Regions from separate parts of the Mus musculus genome. Here region 1 is linked to region 2. The links are chromatin contacts, called in public capture Hi-C maps. All regions are on one chromosome and are shown on one strand. Each heading gives the region's core, a stretch centred on a gene start, on an enhancer-like site or on the middle of the called end of the contact. The rest is flanking DNA. Distances are from core to core; before and after follow the strand shown.

The links. Capture Hi-C pulls out chosen DNA fragments and counts their contacts.
Region 1: a capture Hi-C map of embryonic tail shows a contact between it and region 2, with 7 times the contacts expected there. The contact joins the promoter of Gprin2 here to the promoter of Npy4r in region 2. A contact is called at or near these places in 22 of 39 promoter capture datasets (the 3T3-L1 cell line, 3T3-L1-derived adipocytes, the HPC-7 cell line and 14 more), 4 of 484 Hi-C or Micro-C datasets (embryonic stem cells and nephron progenitors), 4 of 115 datasets of contacts at active chromatin or transcription factors (craniofacial prominence, embryonic midbrain, embryonic stem cells and 1 more) and 5 of 9 other capture datasets (adipose tissue, embryonic tail, embryonic trunk and 2 more).

What each region holds. Positions count from the first base shown.
Region 1 is chr14:34,200,185-34,204,519 of GRCm38.p6, reverse strand. Gprin2 (G protein regulated inducer of neurite outgrowth 2) reads left to right here and starts at 2,887. Exons shown (of 2, transcript NM_183209.2): 1 at 2,887-3,110.
Region 2 is chr14:34,150,221-34,154,483 of GRCm38.p6, reverse strand. It overlaps Npy4r (neuropeptide Y receptor Y4), which reads left to right and starts at 2,065. Exons shown (of 2, transcript NM_008919.4): 1 at 2,065-2,224.

The sequences.
Region 1 (4,335 bases), core at 1,638-4,137, 49 kb before region 2:
GCAAGCCAGTTTTTCAGTGTCAGCTTCCATTGGTGCTCCATGCAGTCTCCTGCACACTGACCTTTTGCTTAGCTTAAGCAGAATTAACGAGGCAAGATATGGCATATTAAAAAACCAATCAAAGGGAACAAAACCAACTAAAATAAAAACAGCTTTCTTGACCCCCATCTTTCTTTCCAGTGATATCTATCTTCTCCCCTTTGTGGCCATGCTTCAGTTGACTAGGTACATACCTTGTCAGTGTCTCCTCTCCAAACCATTCCTCTGCCCACCCCGGAGTGTCTGTCTCCAGCACTTCTCTGAAGAATATACTCTAGCTGCCCCCGGTCACTTTTCTTCTATGCTGTCTAGTTTCCAGTCCTTGCCACTTGGTTTCTTGTAGCTGGGCCCCTAAGCCCTCCTCTCACTCATCTCTTCTCTGAAGATCAGACCCCTGAGTCCCCTGTGTGTCTGTGATGCTCACACCTCCCAAGAAACTCCTGCTACTCTTCTGAGTGATGCCAATGTGCTTACCATGCCCACTATGAGCTTCTGACAACATCCCATGACTGCTCCTCTCAGCAAATAGCACGTGGGCCATATGATATCAAGCCAGATATACCTCTCCTTACCATAGTGCTCTGCAAAGTCCAATTTGTTCCTTACTCCTAACAGCCATAGCTTGTACCTTTAGAGTCTAGCACGGGGGAGAGTGGTGGGGGATGGTGGGATGGTGGTGGTTGGCAAACAAGTGATCATGTGATCACCAGAGTGACAGTGGCAAGAATACTGCACAGAACCCTTTCACAACTGTGACCTCCCCACAGCCCAGAAGATAGGGAGGTAATTACCATTGATTATCAGATGAAGAAACCGATTCCCAGAGAGATGAAAAGTCCTGCCTGGGTGTGGGATCACAGGGTAAATGAGTATGTTGGAAGTTAGATAGGAATTGTTATCTAAGTTCCTCCTATCCCAGGCTCTCCCTGAGTCACTACTATAGCCAGGAGAGCCTCTTGCCAAGTCATAGGACCAGTTTGCCAAGAGGTCATAGCCAAGTGCTGTTCAGAGGTCCTGGTGCCATGGTCCCGTCAGATCACGCCTGTGTGTATCCAGTAGGGCAGACATCCATTGACATCTAATCCTGAGTAGGCTTCCTTGGCACATACATGGCAAAGTTCTGTTCAGGATGCCCTGGAAGCTAGGAGCTATGGGCTTGGGCTCTGAGTCTCCTCTCAGTGTAGTCACATTTACCTCATCCCTTCTTGGGATGTAAGTGACTTCTGTGGGAAGGGACTATGAGGATGAGAAGAGTGGCAATTTCTGGGAGGGACAGGAGTTGGTTAGTGTCCCTGGTGCAGAAATCTTCTATAGACTCTTTGGACAGGATCCTTCAGGCCGGCTGTGAGTAGCAAGGAAGCAAGAACCCTCGGCCCCTACTTGTATACCCAGTAAGCGCTGCAGCGAGCTGCACCGTGGCTGGTTAGACCCAACTAGTGTAGCTCGGGCTCCATCTTAAAGCCTGGACACCTGTGGCTGTAGAAGCAGAGCTTCCACAGGCCTGTGCAGCCCTGTCAGGGTGCTTAGCTCTTCCAGGATGGCTGTTTTCCCAAACTGGAGAGAATGCTTTGAGGACCTGCTGGGAAGGGGTGACTGGAGGAAATCTAGGACTTTCTGAGAAGATAGTGAAGCCATCCATAACTAGGAGAGAGACAAAGATGGTGTTGGTTCCCCATAACTGCATGGGAAGAGTGTAAACAACCCTAGGCAAGTTGGGGCTCCAGGGCTGCTGTCAACAAAGGAGTGTGACACTGGGACTTAGTTCTCTGAGATGGGGACTCAGAAGAAGCCCAGTCTCCTCTTACCCTGTGGCCCTGGGTACCTGGGGACTCCTTGATGGTGGACTGGGTCTGGTCAGATCTAGGTGGGGTAGCTTCCTGTCCTGTGTGTCTGGGGATGCTGGAGCAAAGCTAATAGGGATCCTAGACTTTCCATGGGATCAGGCAACCCAGAATCGGTAGAGCTTTTAGGAAGGGACACAGTGGGATCTAGGGAGGAAATATCAGAACTGCAGGGAATTACAGGAAAATAGTTGAGGCTCCAGTGAGGTCTCTCCCCACTGGGAGTCACTGTGCATGTCAGCTCTTTGCATCCCTGAGGTAGGCTGCGAAACCATCCTAGCGTGGGATTGGGTCAGAGGGCAAGGGTGGAAATGGTCCTGGAAGTGGATAGACTGACAGGTTATCAAGAATGTAGACCTTGAAGGACATGGCTGAGGGTGTGACTTTGGGACTATGAAGCTGGGCAGGTACTCCTTAAGGACCACACTGCAATTGTAAACCTCAAGAACTGGATCAAGCTTGGATTTCTCCCTGAGGTGAGTCTAGAGCTGAGAGCATGCTGTTGGATCCAGCAGGCCTGAAGACTCCCTAACAGGCAAGGCCTCTAGAGAGCAAGACCTGGGGAAAGGTCTCAAGAGGTGGGTGGGAGGCCCAAGAATTGTGAGAGGTGGGGCAGGAAGATAAAGGACATGGGGGGGGGGCGGGGCCACAGGGAATGTCAATGGATTCTGGTGTCAGAGCAAGGGATTGAAAATCTCTAAGGATGTGAATTTGGGACCTGGAGGATTTGCCGGAGCTAGCCACGCAAGGCAAGGTGGGGCACGGAGGGACTGGGGCAGGACGATGGCGCCCTTTAGGGGTGGGAGATTGGAACACAGCGGCCGGCTCTGTCGGGAAGGTTGCACAAAATGGATGAGCCCAGTGAGAAAACAGCCTTGCTGGGGGGGGGGGGGGCGGGGGGGAAGGGTCAGGAAGGGGGGATGGGCAGTCTTGGGGGCGGAGCCTAAGGGAATGACATGGGCGGAGCCGAGGCAGGGGGCGGGGCCGGGACGCTGAGCCGTGAAGAGGCGGGGCGCGCCTAGGTGAGTGAGTCGCCCCCCTCAAACCCCCAGCACCCCTGCTCCGGGTACCGGTGACAGCTTCCCCTTCTGGCCCTTGGCAGCGCAGGCTCCGCGGCCGGCTGCACCACGGCGGGGCTAGACCCAGTGCGGCTCCATCTTGGCGACGGGCACCTGTGGCGGCCGCAGGAGCAGCGCTTCCGCCGGCCTTTGCGGCCCTGGAGGCGACAGGGTGAGAGGCTGGCTCAACACGAGCCGTGGTGGGTGCTGGGGTGGTGTGGGCGGCGCCCCCCTTCCTGAACCCCCGAACCCCTTCCTCACCGCTGTCTGCGCCGCATTCCTCCGCACGGTTGCCTCCCCCTTGCCCTCTCCGGTTCTCTTTTCCACGTTCCCTTTGCCCAGTCTCCGGGTTTTGTTTTTGTTTTTCCTCTGCCCCGGACCGGAGCCCATCGGCCTCCACCCCGCCTTCCTTTGCTTCTTCCCTCCCGGGTTCTCCTCTCTTCCATCCGCATCCCCCACCCTGTCCTCTGTTGCCAGCGCCCCGCCCTCTTCTGCTCAGGAGCATCCCTACCAGCGAGCTCACTGCCCCATATCCTTTGAGTCTTTGTCCTGGAAAGGTCTGTAGCCTAGATCCGAGACTTGGGTTGTGTACTTCTCCCTAAGACCACTGTGGGCTTTGCTCTGGAGATTCGGGGAAGGGAGCCCTGGCCAGGGAGGCTGCGTGGTGTGTGGTGCGTTCAGGCCTTTGACCGCAGCAGGGGCGGCCTGTGTTTGGCATGCGGAGTGCTGCTGTGAATGAACGTTCTTTCCTGCAGGTTCACACTGTAAACCCGCCTGTGCCATGGCCACAGTGAGGCGTGTGTCCATGCTGGGGCACTGTGCTGGGGAGTGCAGGTACAATCTTAGTGGCCTCCTGCAGTTGCAGTTGACCCTGAGACACATTCAGCCCACTGTTAGCACCTGAGTGAGCAAACCCTCACAGGTTTCAGGCCCTGGGACTCTTAGGCGTTCTGGGACTCTTAGGGGTTTCTCTATGGTGAGCAGGGTGGCGTCTTGGAGCTTGTTTTCTCATGCATACCCCTTTCCTGGCATTTCTCTGCCTTTAGGTTCTATGCCATCTCGATAAGGTTAGAGGCTACGAGGGACTGATTTTATTCTTGGAGCTGCCCCACCCACCTTAAGGGATGTCTCTTGCTGCGTTCTCCATTCGGCTTGTGTTCCTGTTAGGCCGTTTATTTGCACGCTGGCATGATCAAACCACTAGTTGTAGGTGGCCACACCCCTCTCTACAAGGGATTTGAGGTATCTGTAGGGGCTATCCCTACCTGGGCCTTTCAACTTCCTTATGTTAACTCTGTGAGCAGTCCTGATTCTCCTCTCACACCCTGCTCCCTCCTTTGTCGACTTGCTTGCCTTTTTGTGGCTTTCTGGACACAGAGGTTGTCATCTAAGCGCCT
Region 2 (4,263 bases), core at 816-3,315:
CTCCTCCTCCTTCTCCTCCTCCTCCTCCTCCTCCTCCTCCTCCTCCTCCTTCTCCTCCTCTTTTTCTTCTTTGGGCAAGACAGCGTTTCTCTGTGTAATAGCCCTAATTCTCCTGGAACTCAGTTTGTAGACCAGGCTGGCCTGGAACTCACACAGATCCGCCTGCCTGTGCCTCTCAAGTGCTGGGATTGAAGGCATGTGCCACCATACCCGGCTTAATAGCCCACTTTTCAAGGCTCAGTTTTCTCACCAGTGAATCTGGATGAGCACAGCTAGTTAGAGTAAGTGTGAGCACTGCAGCCGGCCCAGGAGTGGTGCTTGCTTCCCTTCCCGCTAGCTCCTTTGTTAGTCTCCAGCCCATGGGTGCTCAGGCCTTTGAAACTGGTAGTGGCTCTCATGTGTTCTTGTGGAAGCTGGCTTCCAAAGGCTCTACAGGCAGCCAGGCCCTTCATAAGTGCCCTGGGACGGTGACAGTGACCGTGATGGTGTCTGAGTTCCTGCATACGCACAGGAGCTAGTGTTCATGGTTCTCTCTGTTGGAGCTGAGTGGCTTCTAAATGGCCAGTGATTTCAGATGTTCTCCTCCCAGGAGCTACCATTATAATCAGGTCCTGTAAAATAAATTTCTTCCTCTGTCAGAGTTGCCTCCATTTGTGTACCTATGGGAGGCCTGGATGGTGACAGACACAAGAAGATACAGAGTGAGGAGACAAGGGTATCGTCCAGCCATCCCATTCGATTGTGCGCAGAGCTGGAGGCTTGTGGGAGTGCATTATGCAGTCGGGCCATGGAAGGTGGCCTGAAGGAGAAGCAGCATATTGCAGCCTGTCCACCTGGGATGAGAGTGGTCCCTAAGGAAGAGGTAAGAGGCACAAACCACAGCCAGTGAGCAGAAGCCTGAAGGCGTAGCAGGGTTTATGCCCCAAATCTGGCTGCTTCTGGGCGGAGCGACTTTAGGCTCAGCTGTGGTCCTGTTGCTTCACCAGGGAGGCAGGGATGAGGATACCCAGCTCTCAGAGCAGCTGTGATGAATAAATAGGGTAATTTCTGTGCAGTTTTAGGTACACCTCTGAAGGACCACTGGCCACAGTGCTAGGAACCATTTCCACTGGGATCCACCTAAGAGTTCCTGTGTGTGGATGATCCTGTTACCCCAGGAGGTCCACTAAGCTCAGATGAGTTTACCACACGGCCTCTTTGGGGGAGGGGTTGCCTTAGTGTATTAGAAGCAATAACCTGGCTCCATCATCGAATCCATTGCTGCAACCCTGCCTGTCTGTTCAGGATTGTCTTGATTGTTTTTCTGGAAGCCCACCCACCTCTTTCCCTCTGGCCACATTGCCCTAATAACCCCCCCAGCCCTGCCTCAGGCCTTGCTGTGTCCTCTCTTTGGGTCACCATCTAAAGAGGACACAGGTCAGCTTGCTCTCTGGAGCTTAACTCATTCCTTTTCTGTGCTTAACTCTTTTCTGCTTCTCCAGGCCTCAGAGCTCTGAATTGATGATATGACATCGGAACCAGATCTTGTGTCATTCAGCTCTGTGTGTACAGTCAGACAAAAAGGCTCACAGTTCATGTTGGGCTGAATAGGTAGAATGAGTTTATGAAAGGTGTCTGGTGTCTATCCATCATCCCTGGATTTCTCCCGAGGATTTCACCATGTTCTTGGAACCCAGAGACTCTAGCTTCTGCCTCCCAGGTTCTGTCTGGGATTAAAATGCAACCACTCCCCACTGTAGGAAAGTACATTTTAAGTCCATTCCGTGGTTGAGGAAACAGGTTGAGAGAGAGGAGGAGGAAGCGTGCGCTAGAGCGTATACATGCAGTGTAGTTTGCCTGCAAGTGGCAGGCTGACTTGTGTGTCTGACTCTAGGGCTGCCAGCACCTCGCCTCCTGGGGGCTGGCTGTGGGTGCGGCTCCCAAAGTGGGCGGTGCTAGAGTTTTGTGGGCGGGTGTGGACTCCCGGCACAGGCAAGGACCAGCGGTGTGGCTGGGGCTGAGGAACAGATCTAGTGCAGAGTCAGTATTCGCCCCAGCGGGATTCAGCAAGAGGTCAAGGTACCCATCTTCCAGGACGCTGAGGGCGCTGCTTGGCTGAGGCCCCTGCAGCAGGGCGCCCGGAGGGCTTCCTAGCCAGGACTTGGTGTCACATCTACAGACAGTAGACCAGGGCTTGGTGCTCCAGTCTCCTCACCTGGGACGTGGTGGTCTGGTACCTCGCCAGGTGAGTGCATCTGAGGAAGTAAGCTGTCTATCTGAAGTGTCAAAGTGTGTGCAGGCAGGCATTCAGAACTGGCGGCTGGTTGTGGGGATTTAGGAGAGGATCATCTGCCAGCAGCTGTCCATCCTAGGGTGATTGACACATCGTGTTCATTGTTTTTCCTTTGATTAGGAAAGGGAACAGAGGAACTTTGGGGCCAGTGGTGCCGGTGGGGGTGGGATTGGTGCTGCACACTTGTGTCCACGGTTCAAAATGAAGTCCAGACAGGGTTTTACTGACTTTGCATGGTGTACGCCCCTTCAACCCAGGGCTATCACCTCCTGTCAGTTCCTAGGGGACTTGATGGCAGCAACGCTGGAATGTGAATGTGGTCACCAGGAGGAGAGAGTCAAGTCAACACTTCTCCAGACCTAGGGCTGAAGAGGCAGGCCATTTCATTGTCGGGCTTTCTGAGTGGTCTTGTGGGACAGGCCAGTGAACTGTCCAACAGAGGATTGAGGGCTTCAGGGACACCCTTTCACGTGTCTGAACCACATCCCAGCATCCTTAGAGGCTCCTCTGGGACCTGGCTTCATAGAGGAGTAGTAAGTGGGGTTTTGTCAATGGATGAGGGGTATATTTAACTGTCTTTAACATCTCCTGGCCACTTGTGCATCAGCGTTGGCACTAACTCACTTCTCTTTCTTCTTTCCAAAAATCTGTGTTTGGCAGGAGGGGTGCCAGGTTGACCAGGGATCCAGTTCTGCTTCCTACAGCTGTAACCTTGGCCAGGGCCTCTCATCTCACTACCTCTCCTCCTTAAGATGGAACCAATGGCGCTGGACCGGTGGCTCAGTGGTTAAGGGCACTGGTGGCTCTTCCTAAGGACCTGGATTTGATTTCTGGCACCCACATAGCAGCTTGCAACCATTTGTAACTCCAGTTCCAGGAGATATCAGTCTCTCTTTCTGGTGTATCTCAGCACCAGACATGCATGTGGTATGCAAATATACATGCAGGCAGAACACGCCTACATATAAAATAAAAACGAAAGTTTAACTGGAGCTAGCGTTAGATGGGACCACGCGAATTTGCCATCTTTACAGCTCAACTACTGATCAAGCCATAGGGCTCAGCCCACTAATGCCTTCCTGGTGGGACTGTGGCATAGCTTATAGTTTAGTAGGATGGCCAATGAAAACCAATTGTATCTTCTACCCTGTGTCTCCTAGGAAACACGAACTCTCAGGGTAAGGTAAGGCCTTGTCTTCTTGAGGAAAGGCATCTGCAGCCTGTCTTCCAAAATTCCTCCCAAACACTCTACTCTGATCCTCCTACTTCAGTGGGCTCAGCTCCTCTCCAAGCCAGGCATCCCCTAGGTTGTCCACGGGAGTCTGCTCATAGCAGTGACGTTTGGATGTTTGTTGCCACAGCCTTTTCTGTGTCTATCTGGAGCCTCATCTTTGGGCGGATGGTGGAGGAAGCACATGGGGTCCATTTTGAATGATCCTGAGCTAATCACTGGCTGTGCATAGGGTTGATCCTCAGCTCTGAGACAGGAAGTATGGGAGTTTGATCCTTTCCAGCCATGGGGCCAGAGGAGTCCTGCCTTACAAGTGGGCTCTGAGCAGGGCAGGGCTTGAGGGTACCACATGCGAGCTGTGTGAGACCAGGTGCTGGAGAAGGATCAGAGTGGCAATGGGTCCTGGTGTGTGCCATACTTTTCTGGATTAGCACCAGGCAGCTGCAGTCAGGTAGACCCCGGGCATGGGCTCCTGATGGGAGGTGAGGTCCCTTAGGCTGGAGTTGTTGGGGTGAATGGGAAGGGGATTTATATTTGACGGACGCCTATGATGAGCCAGTTTGGCTTTGGGGACCCCGACCTGCCAGGAGGTTGCAAAGAAAGCTCATGAATGGGACTTTTCCCAGTCACCAATTATATCATTTACCCAAATGAGACAGATGCTGATCTGAAAGATGTCTAAGGGACAGAAGGTCTGTGATCCACTTTCCTACTCTCCCGGGTTCCTTCGTCATCCCTTGCCCTAAGTCTGAGCCCGACG